Regions from separate parts of the Bombyx mori genome. Here region 1 is linked to region 2. The links are chromatin contacts, called in public Hi-C maps. All regions are on one chromosome and are shown on one strand. The core of a region is the stretch at or near the end of the contact, and the rest is flanking DNA. Distances in the headings are between cores, read along the strand shown.

Region 1 (6,285 bases), core at 2,861-5,360, 42 kb before region 2:
ACGCACACTGCATACCATGTATTTGACGCACACACGCATGCATACTATTTATTGTCAAGCTTTTGTTCTTGACGTCTGTTGTCAAATTGAAAATAGATTAAATATTGTTTGACTTTGTTAATATTTTTTATAGAGTAGCCTTGGTGAAATTTGTGATTATAGAAGTATAAAATGCAATCATAATAGTGTACAAACTTACAATTCCAATTAATTATAGTCGAATTTCGACTACTGCGGGACCTCTAGTACTGTTAAAAGAGCATAGTTTAGCTTAATTTTTTTTTTTAGTTTACCTATGTTTTGACTACTATTAACAAAATTAATACATCATTTTATCTTACTTTAAAGACAGATAATGTAACTGGCTAAAAAATAAAAAATAAATGCTGCAAAGATGATTAATGTCAAAAATATCACATGTTAAACCTTTAGAACACTCTCCTGTAAAATTAGTAAGTTTTGTGATTACAGTTTTAATGCGAGAAGACGAACTGTAGCTAGAGCTAGCTCCGTTTAGAACTAAGGGCTATTATGTGTTGGAAACCCAACAAAATTGGTATAAAACCTTTTTTATTGTTGTGGTTGTGGTTTTTGACATTACGTTTGAATTTGAATTTTGGAATGTCTTAGTTTTGTCATTCTCTTTTCATCCGTGCTATTGTACGCGATTTATAAAATTGTAAAAATATACAAATTTTATACTATATTATTATAGGATTGCACTCCTCGCGAGTTTATTTATCAAGTTCCTTGCCCATCCTAATAATACAGTCCACTACATTATGTATTGACTTCAGTTTCCGCGAAGCCCACACATAAACATACATAGACTTTCACGATTTCATTACGCATCACTACATAGTATAAAACAAAGTCGCTTTCTCTGTCCCTATATCCCTATGTATGCTTAAATCTTTAAAACTACGCAACGGATTTTGATGCGGTTTTTTTTAATAGATAGAGTGATTGAAGAGGACGGTTTATATGTATAATAACATCCATTAAAAAGTGGAGAAATCAATAATAAATTAGTGTTTCCGAAGCGAAGCGAGGGCGGGTCGCTAGTTTAGTAATATATTATACTAGCTTTTGCCCGCGACTTCGTCCGCGTGGAATAGTTACTTGGCATAACGCTAAATTTAACCTTTTTTTTATTTCTTAGATGGGCGGACAAGCTCACAGCCCACCTGGTGTTAAGTGGGCAATAAATGGGCTATCTAACATTGAAATTATTTTTCAAATCGGACCAGTAGTTCCTGAGATTAGCGCGTTCAAACAAACAAACTCCTCAGCTTTATAATATTAGTATAGATTGCCCTTGTATTATTTACGCAAGAAAAGTGTAAAGGATAGGTCGGATGTCGCCATCCTGACTGTGAGACAGCCGTTTTGAAATACAATTGAGAATTAGACCTCATTTCTCACGTTGCGTGGAGGCACTTACCGGAGTCCGATCCGGAAAATGCTCGGAATTAAATAAAAATAACAATTTTGTTTTCCCTTTGATGTGTCTCCCGTCGGACGGATTCCTTTTGTTTATTTTAAGTTTATTTTATACAAAAGTTTAGGTCTTTTATTTATCGATTGAGGCACTACGAAATCTGCCGGGTCAGCTAGTGTTAAATAAAACTTTCTTACTGCATAAAATTTATATGAAACTCCTATTAATGCAGGTTTAATATATAATTCATCTAGGTAATGTCAGTATTAAACCCCCTTAGAGAGCCAAGACTGTTAGTCAACTAGCCTACCTTCAAGTTCATCCCAGAAACTATTTCACTCGTACTTCCAAAAATTGCGCAATAAAAAACCTACGCGATGGCATTTCGTATGGTCCCGATGGAAACGAAAAGCCCACGCGTAAATCAACCCACGGCGCTGGGCGTTAGAGCCCAATTCAGCCTACGCCGCGATTTCCATTAACACTACTAGTGAACTCATTAAAAAACCCATAGCAATAAGCGAAACGGGTTATTGCATGCAGTTTTGCATAAAAAAGCCTTTAGGCACCCCTCCACAGTTTCGGGAGGCCGGTGGAATAAGGAATTTTAATAGTTCCAAGTGAGAGCTTTTGGGTACATCTAGAGACGATATGTAATTTATACTGACGACCGTGATGAAGTTTTAAATTTGATTGAAAAGTTATGGAGGAATTTAAATGGGGGCAGTTGATGGTTTGATGAGTTGGGAGAGTATGTGATAATGTGCAAATAGCCTGATGTTAGGTATGTGTAGAGCATGGACTGTATTTTGTGCTGGTCGCTTCAATAATTATATATATTTAGAGAGAAGATTATTTTTATTTTATTTTAATTAGTTACAACACGTGCAACACGACCTGAATTGTTGATTTATTTACAATGACTGTGTTGTCAAAATTATTATTCTATTTTAAAATTCAAAAAATAGTAATAAAAACTTCATGTTTAGAATTGCTCTAAACAAGGTACGCTTCGTCTTCATAAAATGCGGTAGAGAGATCGACCAGGTAAAGTACGTAGTGCATTGTATTTAACAACAAAGATTAGGCAATTATTTAATGTGATTAATGGAAAGCAATTACCATGGCCAAACTAGGACTCTCTAGGGCTGTCAATTCAAGCCTGATTGAAAAAAGCACAGTATTATTAGTGCTTGAGAAACACAAACAAATATTTGGCACAACAAAACTCTGGGTGAAGGTAAATAGGTCGTTGACGATAGTTACAAATAATAATGTAATTTTGGTAATGGGAGCAGCTTAAGCAGTTTTGAAGTTTCTGAAGAATATCTATATATATAAAAATGAATTGTTGTTCGTTAGTCTCGCTATAACTCGAGTACGGGTGGACCGATTTGGCTAATTTTGGTCTTGAATTATTCGTGGAAGTCCAGAGAAGGTTTAAAAGATAAATAAATATGAAAATGCTCGGAATATGAATAAAAATAACAATTTTGTTTTTCCTTTGATGTGTAACCACGTCGGACGTATTCCTTTTGTTTGTTTTAAGTTTGTTTTATACAAAAGTTTAGGTATTTTATTTATCGATCGATTGAGGCACTACGAAGTCTGCCGGGTCAGCTATAACAATATATTTTCCAAGCAACTTATCACATCGCAGGATCGTACCGCGCGTTAGGGTTGTGCTTATATTATTCAAACACATATTGGTTTGAACCATTTAACAGTTGACGTTGGGGTGAATTTTCAACATGTGGCAAATCGAGCGTAATTGCAACTGCGGGTGTGGAGTGATGCTATAATTTTTGAAGCTATGCTATTTTTATGTGACGTTCATTGCGATCCAATGTTAATGTATGATGAAATAGAATATAATTTTTGTAAATCTATACTAATATTATAAAGCTGAAGAGTTTGTTTGTTTGAACGCGCTAATCTCAGGAACTACTGGTCCGATTTGAAAAACTCTTTCAGTGTTACATAGCCCATTTATTGAGGAAGGCTATAGGCTATAACATCACGCTAAGACCAATACAAATGGAGCACCAATAAAGAATGTTATAAAATAAGGGGTTTCAATAGCACCTTAACATTCTATAATTCAAAAATATTTTCACTTTCTACGTAAATGAAGTGGGGGGGTAAAATTTAGCGTTATGCCAAAGTAACTATTCTACATAATCTACGCGGACGGAGTCGCGGGCAAAAGCTAGTCAATAATATATATTAAATTATTTCTATATTTGAAAATACCCATTAATATTGTCAATTTCATAGATATAACTGTGACGGTATCAGTGATGTAATCAAAACTTTGCGGACTCAGCACCGAAATACTACGCTTAGTTAAGGCTTAGTAAAACATTTTTACTGATAGTTACCACATCTAATGATAATTTCTTATCCAGGAATTCAGAGAGCCGTATTGTAATCATTGAGAACGGCAATTAATGTCTACAATATATGTAAATATGGGGAATAAACGTAATAGTTTTAGGTTGAATTTTGAGCTTTTTAATAAAACAACAAACATTTTGCTTTGACGTCGGAACGACCCACAAGCCTACCATCGCCTACCCGTCCTGGTTAAGCTGTAAGGACTCCGCGCAGAAAAAGAAAGGTTTGACATCGCATCGCGTCGCGTCGCATCGTTCCGCCTCTCCGGGACGCGCGTCGCGACGCGTTAACAACAGGTCAGTGCACCCAACACGACTCCGTTAAGATACAATGACAGTATCTTGATTGAGAGTCTTGTTTGTTTATTTCTGTATTAAAATGTAAATAAAGTGTAAACTCGTGGCTGTTTGTAGGCGGTTTGCACAACTAGTACCAATTTACTATTTTTCTGTTGGAAATTATATTTTTCTTTTTTTCCAACCTATACTGATAGCCTGAAGAGGCTATGTCAGCATAACCCTAGCAAGTAGGTGAGTTCACGGGACTCAAACGTGACGACGTTGCTAACACTAATCTTAGCAAGAGCAGTTCTTCGCAGACTGACTGGTGGTAGGACCTCTTGTGAGTCCGCACGGGTAGGTACCACCGCCCCGCCTATTTCTGCCGTGAAGCAGTAATGCGTTTCGGTTTGAAGGGTGGGGCAGCCGTTGTAACTATACTGAGACCTTAGAACTTATATCTCGAGGTGGGTGGCGCATTTACGTTGTAGATGTCTATGGGCTCCAGTAACCACTTAACACCAAGTAGGCTGGGAGCTCGTCCACACATCTAGGCAATAAATAAAAAAATCTATCACCTGATCGGAAACGTGACCCACTGAGAAGATCCGGCGAGAAATTCAGTGGGCTGTGTCTGTGGGTTAATTTATTCGCAGAGTTCTTCGTCGCAAGCGACGGGTTCGACGAGAACGATGACCGGTGCTTGAGGTACCTAAAAGCACCGTTAGTGGATCGGGAGGATACGAAATGACGTGTTTAGGGCGACGGCGACTGTTTACCATTCGGTCCGCAGGATCGAGAATGGGAAATTCATCGTGCGTTTAGCTATGTCTTTGAATGTATTCGGACATATGCTATGTGAATACACATTAGAGCTAGTTTTGCACGCACTGGTTGTTACCTCGAGACATGCTTATTAATGTCGCAAACACATTATTCCATAAAGTGGGTATCCCGATACCAACGACTGCTAATAGTGATTGATTGATATTAAAGAAACAAAATACGTCAAGAAAATTAAATTTGGCTATCGGCTCTTGACTGATAACGTTTTATCTGCACGCAAACATACGTCTTCAACGTGCGAATGCAATGTGCGCTGATAAAGAGCCAGTGGGAAAAAAGGCCTTTGATTGCGTGGAGTGGTACGGAAGAACAGAACCAGTTACAAGAAAAATATCATTATTAATTTTGAAGGAATCATTTGAAAATACAGAACTACGTGAGAATTTACGAAGAAATTTACACGTTTTTTTTTATTATTTCCCTGCCTAAGCTGAGAGCCTTGAGAGGCTATATCAGCGTAACCTTAACTAGTAGATGAGCTTACGGGGCTCAAACCTGACGACATTACTAACACGAACACTAGCAAGAGCCGTGCTTCGCAGAATCTACCACCGGATTGGAAACGCGACCCACTGACAAGATCCGGCGAGAAATTTAGTGGGCTGTGTCTGTGGGTCAATTTACTTGCCGAGCCCTTCGTCGCAAGCGACGGGTTCGACGAGAACGATGACCGAGTTTACACGAACACAGTTTTGTCAACTAGATGAAAATGAGATGCTGCGAAAATCTCATGCCAATACTTCAGCACGCCGCCTTACCCCTTGGCCACAGCCGAGAGCGGTGCGAATTGCGGTGCGTCGTGAGGCGCGGCAAGCGGGAGCGGCGAAAACAAATGGTAGACAACCTATGAAGTATGCCACAGCTACTGGCGGTGCGTTTTGCGGTGCGTTGCGAGGAGCGGTGAGAGGCGCGTGACATCTGGCGGTGACGAGCTGCACGATGTGCGAGTGAAACAAATGTACTAGACAATATGGAGGCGGCCACAGTTCAGAGCGGCGCGCGCGGCGGTGTCGGTGGACGCATTGAGGCATCGCGCGACCGAAACAAATCATTTTGTTTTTACCGCGCGTTGAGCTAATAAAATATAATGGATGTGGAACAATTCATTAGTGAAATACTGAGTAGACCAGAAATATGGATGTTAATACATCCACATCATAAATATAGGCATGTTATAAAAAAATGTGGGACGAAATAAAACAACAATTTTCTGGTACTAATGGTTTCCTAGATACTCTTGGATAGGATTATTGAAATAAAATTTGAAATTTGAATTGATTTCGTATTCTAGATGCTTGAACCGTTGCTCGATTTTCCGTCTTG
Region 2 (6,387 bases), core at 2,624-5,123:
CTTTTAAGGACAACTTTATTAAATAATTATCGACTGAAAAGCACCTTGACACGGTTACTTGTACCAAGAGAATGAGCTCATCAAAAAAACGAGAGCTGTCATCCTTGACATTAGTAAACAACGTTTTCACAGTATAAAGGCCGTCTGGTGTAGTGGTAAGTGACATGGTCACTACACAAGGGGGTCGCGGGTTCGAATCCCGCCGAGGGAAGATATTTGTATGATTAATATAAAATGTCTTTTCCAGGGTTATGGATGTATATTATATATATGTGTGTGTATAGTGGAAGTCTTACATTTATTTCCGTTGTCTGGTGCCTGTAACACAAGTTCTTTACGAACTTATCACGGGACCAGTCAACGTGGCGTGATTGCCTCATTAACAATAAAACTAAATCATGATCACATTTATGGAGAAATCAACGTGTATAACTACATAGCTACATAAATCTAGGACAGTTTTTTATTGCATTGTGAATGACGCCATCCAGCTGACGACATGAAGTTGTCGTGGCCTAAAGGATAAGACGTCCGGTGCATTCGTATGTAGCGATGCACCGGTGCTCGAATCCCGCAGGCGGGTACCAATTTTTCTAATGAAATACGTACTTAACAAATGGTCACGATTGACTTCCACGGTGAAGAAATAACATCGTGTAATAAAATTCAAACTCGCAAAATTATAATCTGCGTAATTACCAGTGAAGCAGTAATGCGTTTCGGTTTGAAGGGTGGGACAGCCGTTGTAACCATACTGAGACCTTAGAACTTATATCTGAAGGTAGGTGGCGCATTTGCGTTGTAGTTATCTATGGGCTCCAATAACCACTTAACACCAGGTGGGCTGCGAGTTCGTCCGCCCATCTAAGCAATAAAAAAAAAGAAGTTAAAGACTCTGTTGGATTGCACAATGGCAGTCCCATCCATCAAACTGCGAATATTTCTTCATGGTCAATTAGACAAGAATATGGTACCAATTGAAAAGAAAGGCCATCCCAGAACAACTTGGCGAGCCCTACACCCCAGCAGAGGGTAACAGGAAAGAGAAGAAGAAGAGTGGTACAGACTGTTATTGACTTACGAAAAGTGAGGTAATTGTTCCCTACATTTTCACAAATGAGATACTATTATGTATAGTAAAGATGAAAATTCTCAAACAGCTGTACTGATACTAAGGCAAATAAATATAAAAGAAAATACATGCATCAAACAAATTAAAAGTAAATTACATACATTTTCAAATCTGAAATAATAAGCTGCCAATCAGAGGCATTTGGTTTAAATACTGCTTAAACTGTGAGTCTTACACAGAATACATCTTGTAATCCAAAAACCAGGTCAACATTTCTAGTAGCACTAATTGTTTGGTCAAACATTAGTACAGAAATCGGAAGTGAGCCAGTTCAATGAACTCTTAAATAAATATGGACAACAATAGTACTATCATATTTAGTATTTTACTAGCTTAATCGATGAGATCATTATGTGTTAATTGCTCTCAGGCAGTTTAGGCCGTACATGATTGATCCATGGCAGAAATGGCTAGAAAGATGGTAGCGACCTATTTACTCTAAAGTATTTGGGTCAAACACACAAGAAGGCTGAGTTTGGTTATTAATCAGAATATTACTAACATGCAACTCCAGCCTTCCCTAGCTCATGTAGTGGTATACTGTAAACTTTTTTTTTGTTTCTCAACTCCTGCTGCCAGATTCTGCTGGACCCATAAAACTTGGGATGCCGTTGATTCAATACTAAGTGAGCCATGAACTCATTTGTTGTGATTGCAACATTGTGAAGCATGCATTGTTTAAATTTTAATTCAACAAATTCAATTGGGATTTTTAAAATTTATGTTCATAGAAAAGAAATTAAAATTTACTGGTGGTAGGACCTCTTGTGAGTCCGCGCGGGTGGGTACCACCACCCTGCCTATTTTCTGCCGTGAAGCTGTATGCGAATGTAGCTGTATGAATGCGTTTCGGTTTGAAGGGTGGGGCAGCCGTCGTTACTATACTTGAGACCTTAGAACTTGTATCTCAAGATGGGTGGCGCATTTACGTTGTGGATGTCTATGGGCTCCAGTAACCACTTAACACCAGGTGGGCTGTGAGCTCGTCCACCCATCTAAGCAATAAAAAAAAATAAAAAAAAAGAAAGATTTACTTAATAAACCTATCTAATGGGTGACCTATCTGTTGGATAAGATCTGTATAAAGTTACATCATACTTGTTTTAAAATGGTGTTTGCATTTAATGTACCTAAACATCACCACCAAAAATAAAAATCAAAAATATTCATAATTTTAGTTTGAATAATCAAAATTTGAAATATTTTATTTGTAAAATTATCAATGAAATTATATTTGTGTTGTTTCGTTAAATGTTGTATTTACAGTTTTCCTTTTAAAAAAATATTCTATAGTAATTCCAGTAAATTGAACAACAAATTGAGGATGTTAAGAGCAGATACGAATAAGGAAATGAGATATGAATGAATAATTACTCATTCATTTAAATATGTGTTGGTTGGATATTAACATTTTATTATTCTCAAAATATGAATTTTGCCTCTTAAGATTTAATTTAAGAAGAATTTTTGTGTTGACAATTCTTTTATACATTAAAAAAACTATAAATTCAAAAATTAATGACCATTGACATTAACAATGTTTCCTCAATCGATAATGATGATTTGAAATTTACATAAATACCTGCTACTAATTTTGTTAAAAGTCTCAGTGTTTTCTTTTGATATAAATGACAACTAAATTAGTTCACGTCTTTGTCGATTTCGTAAACCAAATAATGATAAGCGGTTAAGTTCGTCTTTAACATTTTATGTTGATTAAGTAACGTCCGTTGTCAACCAATAAATTAGGTAGGTATTTCATTTACACCGACAAACTCTTTCCAAAATTCTATTTAAAATTTCTGATGTCATGCAGTGTTGTAGGCGCCTCTCACAAGGCCACATAATTTAGCATTGTTGAACCAATATACCAATTAAAGGTAGATATAACAAAGCTTAGGTTAAGCCTTCTAAAACTAATCTAGGCGCTATGCAACCTTATTGATGTAAGACATAAATAGACGTTTTTTTTCAGCGAAAATCTGGGATCGATCTATGTCAACAAATGTTAAAGCAGCTAGAAAAACATCAAGTCTAGACAAGAAACTGTTTTAGGTTAGTTTACGAACTGGATGTATCATGTAGGACGTGAATCACTACAAAATTAGGTTACTGTAAGCTCCCGATCGATATATTTTTACGAAATCCTGTAAGCTCTGCCACAAGATGGCGGGAATACAACCCAACTAAATTTAGAGGTATACGGAACCAGTGGGTTGCATCGTTAATTAGGCGACCTACATTTAGCCGGGTTATACATCTGATCGCCCAGATGTAAGATTTTCCCATTTCTTTTTCATTTCCTGTCCCATTGGAGCCATCGCGTCTACTCTTAACGGCTTGTTGTGTTATTATTGAGCTCTACTCACCGTTTCTAGTTTGTATTTAGCACTTGATTTACCACAAAACACGAAAAATTTCACTCAAGCACTTATACGCCCCTACAGTGTGTAACAACATCACGAGTACTACTGCGCCATCTGCTGGACTTTTTAGACAGCAGTCAGTGAATACCTGCGGCCACCTTCACTGCAGTGGCAATTCAATTTCCACCAATTTACTCGATTAAAATGCTATTTTAACACCAAATCTTATGGCTATACTCTTACGAAGTTGAAATAACTTTAAAATTGGTGTAACGTAACGTTGTATGTCAGAGAGACTTGGTTAAGAAGTAACACTAAATGCCTGTTATTGATTTTTTCACGTCTCGTCACAGCTGATTCATCGGACGCACCGCATCGTCAGAGTCTGACTCATGAATCATTAATATTTCCGTGATTTCATTGAATTATTTAATAAAATTTAATTTTGTAACGAGATGTATGTTTGCAAATGATGCTAAATGTGGTTTTGGATTATGACCCAAAGCAACTTGTTATGACTTCCGAAGGTTGCATTAAATTACTGTAAATTTTGAATAGTTGTGTGAATTTCAAACGGGATAAAATTAGTGATTAGTTAATATTCACAAAATTTTAAAAATTAATGTCAATAATTATTTGTTTTGCTTAATATTTCTTTCACCTTTGGCAGTTTTTTTTCTTAGAGACATCTATTGACGAATTGTAAACACTATTTTACAATATATTAAATGTATTCCCTTTCCTACTTGGTTTACTTATTTGCATCAACTTTACGATTTTTTTTCTGTTTTCCTAGCTATTCTAGTAACGTCGAGGAGTTATTCTAGATTCACCGAGCTAGTACTCGAACTATATTGAGATCTTAGAACTTATATCTTAAGGTGGGTGGCGCATTTACATTGTAGATGTCTATGGGCTCCAGTAAGCACAACACCAGACGGGCTGTGGAGTCGTCCATCCATCTAAGCAATAAAAAAAAAACATCCAAAAACTCACAGCACCTTTAAAGTGTGGACCCTTGTCCAGTACCGGCAAACTGGACAGTTGCGAGACTATGCGAGTGCATGTTTCTATCTACCTTACAGTATTCCGTATCGGTCAGGATCCGTATTAGAATTCTTACATTTAACGGGACCTGGGCTGAGAAATCAGAGTATAAAATATCTTATGCTTAACATTAGGCATTGGAATTGTGGTATGTATGACCTTTGGTAACCCGTGAGCGATACGATGATAATAAGACAATCTGTAACAGTACATGTGTCGAATTCAGTCGTACAGTAACATTGGAAACATCAATAAATCCTGATACACATTAAGATATCTCTTGAAATCAGAATGCAGCATCACCCTTCACGATACGCATCGATGTAGCCAAGATATTAGTGACAATGCAAGGGAGGAAATGTTTTATTGTTCGCTATCGATATATAAAAATATATGTGATTAATCATGGAAATTGTTGGCAGTTGAATACGGATCTGTCATGGGTTCGTGGCTTGTTGAGCTGAGGGAAAACGATTTTTTATTGATAGAAATGGAGATCTAATATATACTCGTGACTCGGCCTCTGGACATTACTACGGGAATACCGCTGGTCACTTAGAGGAATGAGGTTGATGACCCGATTGAATTTTATAACGGCTACCTCACCCTTGAAACCGGAACGCATGGTTACAGAGCGGCAGTAGTAGGCAGACCTTCAGACACAGCCCACTGAGTTTCTCGCCGGATCTTCTCAGTGGGTCGCGTTTCCGATCCAGTGGTAGATTCTGCGAAACACGGTTCCTGCTAGGGTTCGTGTTAGCAATTTCGTCAGGTTTGAGCCCCGTGAGCTCACCTACTAGTTAAGGTTCCGCTGTTATAGCCTCTGAAGGTTATCAGCTTAGGTAGAAAAAAAAAGTAGGCAGATTGGTGGTATGATCCTACCCGTGCGGGCTCGCAAAGCCTCCTAACGGTAGTATTAATTACACAAATCCGATCGTTTGGATATAGCACGTCACATTCTTCATTCTTACTATACGTTATTTGGGAATACTTAACGAAAGGAAGATCTTCCACCGAGCGGGTGATATTGCTCGGTAGACCGACGGTCCGAATGTTGTTGTTCGGAACTTGTATATATGCAAGCTTATCTTGAAAATGTCGTAAGCGAGATTCAGGCATCTGTCAATTATCTTGCGTTGTATGATGGCTACCCGCCACAGGCGACACGCACGCGGCATTCAAGCTCAGCCTCGACTCACCGCAGGCTTACCCGCCACACGTTACGTGTTCACGTTTGAGTCACATTTACCACCACTTTTTAATACGCTTTTATTAGCTTCAGACTTAAGTACCTATGTTAGTATGTAACGGAATCTTTGAACATGATTTTGATCCCCTTCAATTCGTTCGTTCGATTAACTCGAAATTTGGTATACTTATTAAGGACCGAAGACAATTCAATATAAAAAAAAAAAAAAAAAATTAACGTTGAACTAAAAAATAAGTAATAGTTCAAAAAACAAAAAAATACGCTTTTATAGAAAATCCAACTAAAAAATAGAAAATAAATTTTAATGAATTTGAATTAAAAATGGTGTAAGAAAAAATGATTTTATTGTAAAAAAACCGTGCATCGCCGGATCTTTGCAGTGGGTCGCGTTTCCGATCCGGTGGTAGATTCTGCGAAGCACTGCTCTTTCTAGGGCTAGTGTTAGCAACGACATCAGGTTTGAGCCCCATTCGCTCACCTACTAGTTAAGGTTACGCTAAAATGGTCTTTCAAGACCATCAGCTTAGGTAGGGAAAAAAACATGCACATTGAAAGTTAACGCCTCTCGTGTAGTGATGAGCAAAACATAGCCAAGATCAAATACAATAAAACTAGGACAGGCTTTGTCTTGA

The links. A called contact is a pair of places that touch in the nucleus more often than the background predicts.
Region 1: a Hi-C map of midgut shows a contact between it and region 2, with 1.8 times the contacts expected there. The contact joins the enhancer-like site here to the promoter of LOC101737442 in region 2. A contact is called at or near these places in 3 of 7 Hi-C or Micro-C datasets (midgut and whole pupa).

Annotation. Positions count from the first base shown.
Region 1 is chr2:8,004,531-8,010,815 of ASM3026992v2, reverse strand. All of the region lies in intron 2 of LOC101737442 (talin-1), which reads right to left. Among protein-coding and RNA genes, the nearest start is that of LOC134200612, 41 kb to the right of the region's middle. Within about 2 kb of position 4,110, at least 6 of the 8 cell types and tissues checked have open chromatin away from gene starts, as enhancers often do.
Region 2 is chr2:7,962,570-7,968,956 of ASM3026992v2, reverse strand. It overlaps LOC101737442 (talin-1), which reads right to left and starts at 3,873. Exons shown (of 61, transcript XM_038016945.2): 1 at 3,502-3,873. It overlaps LOC134200612 (a long non-coding RNA gene), which reads left to right and starts at 2,380. Exons shown (of 2, transcript XR_009975601.1): 1 at 2,380-3,012; 2 at 3,108-4,243.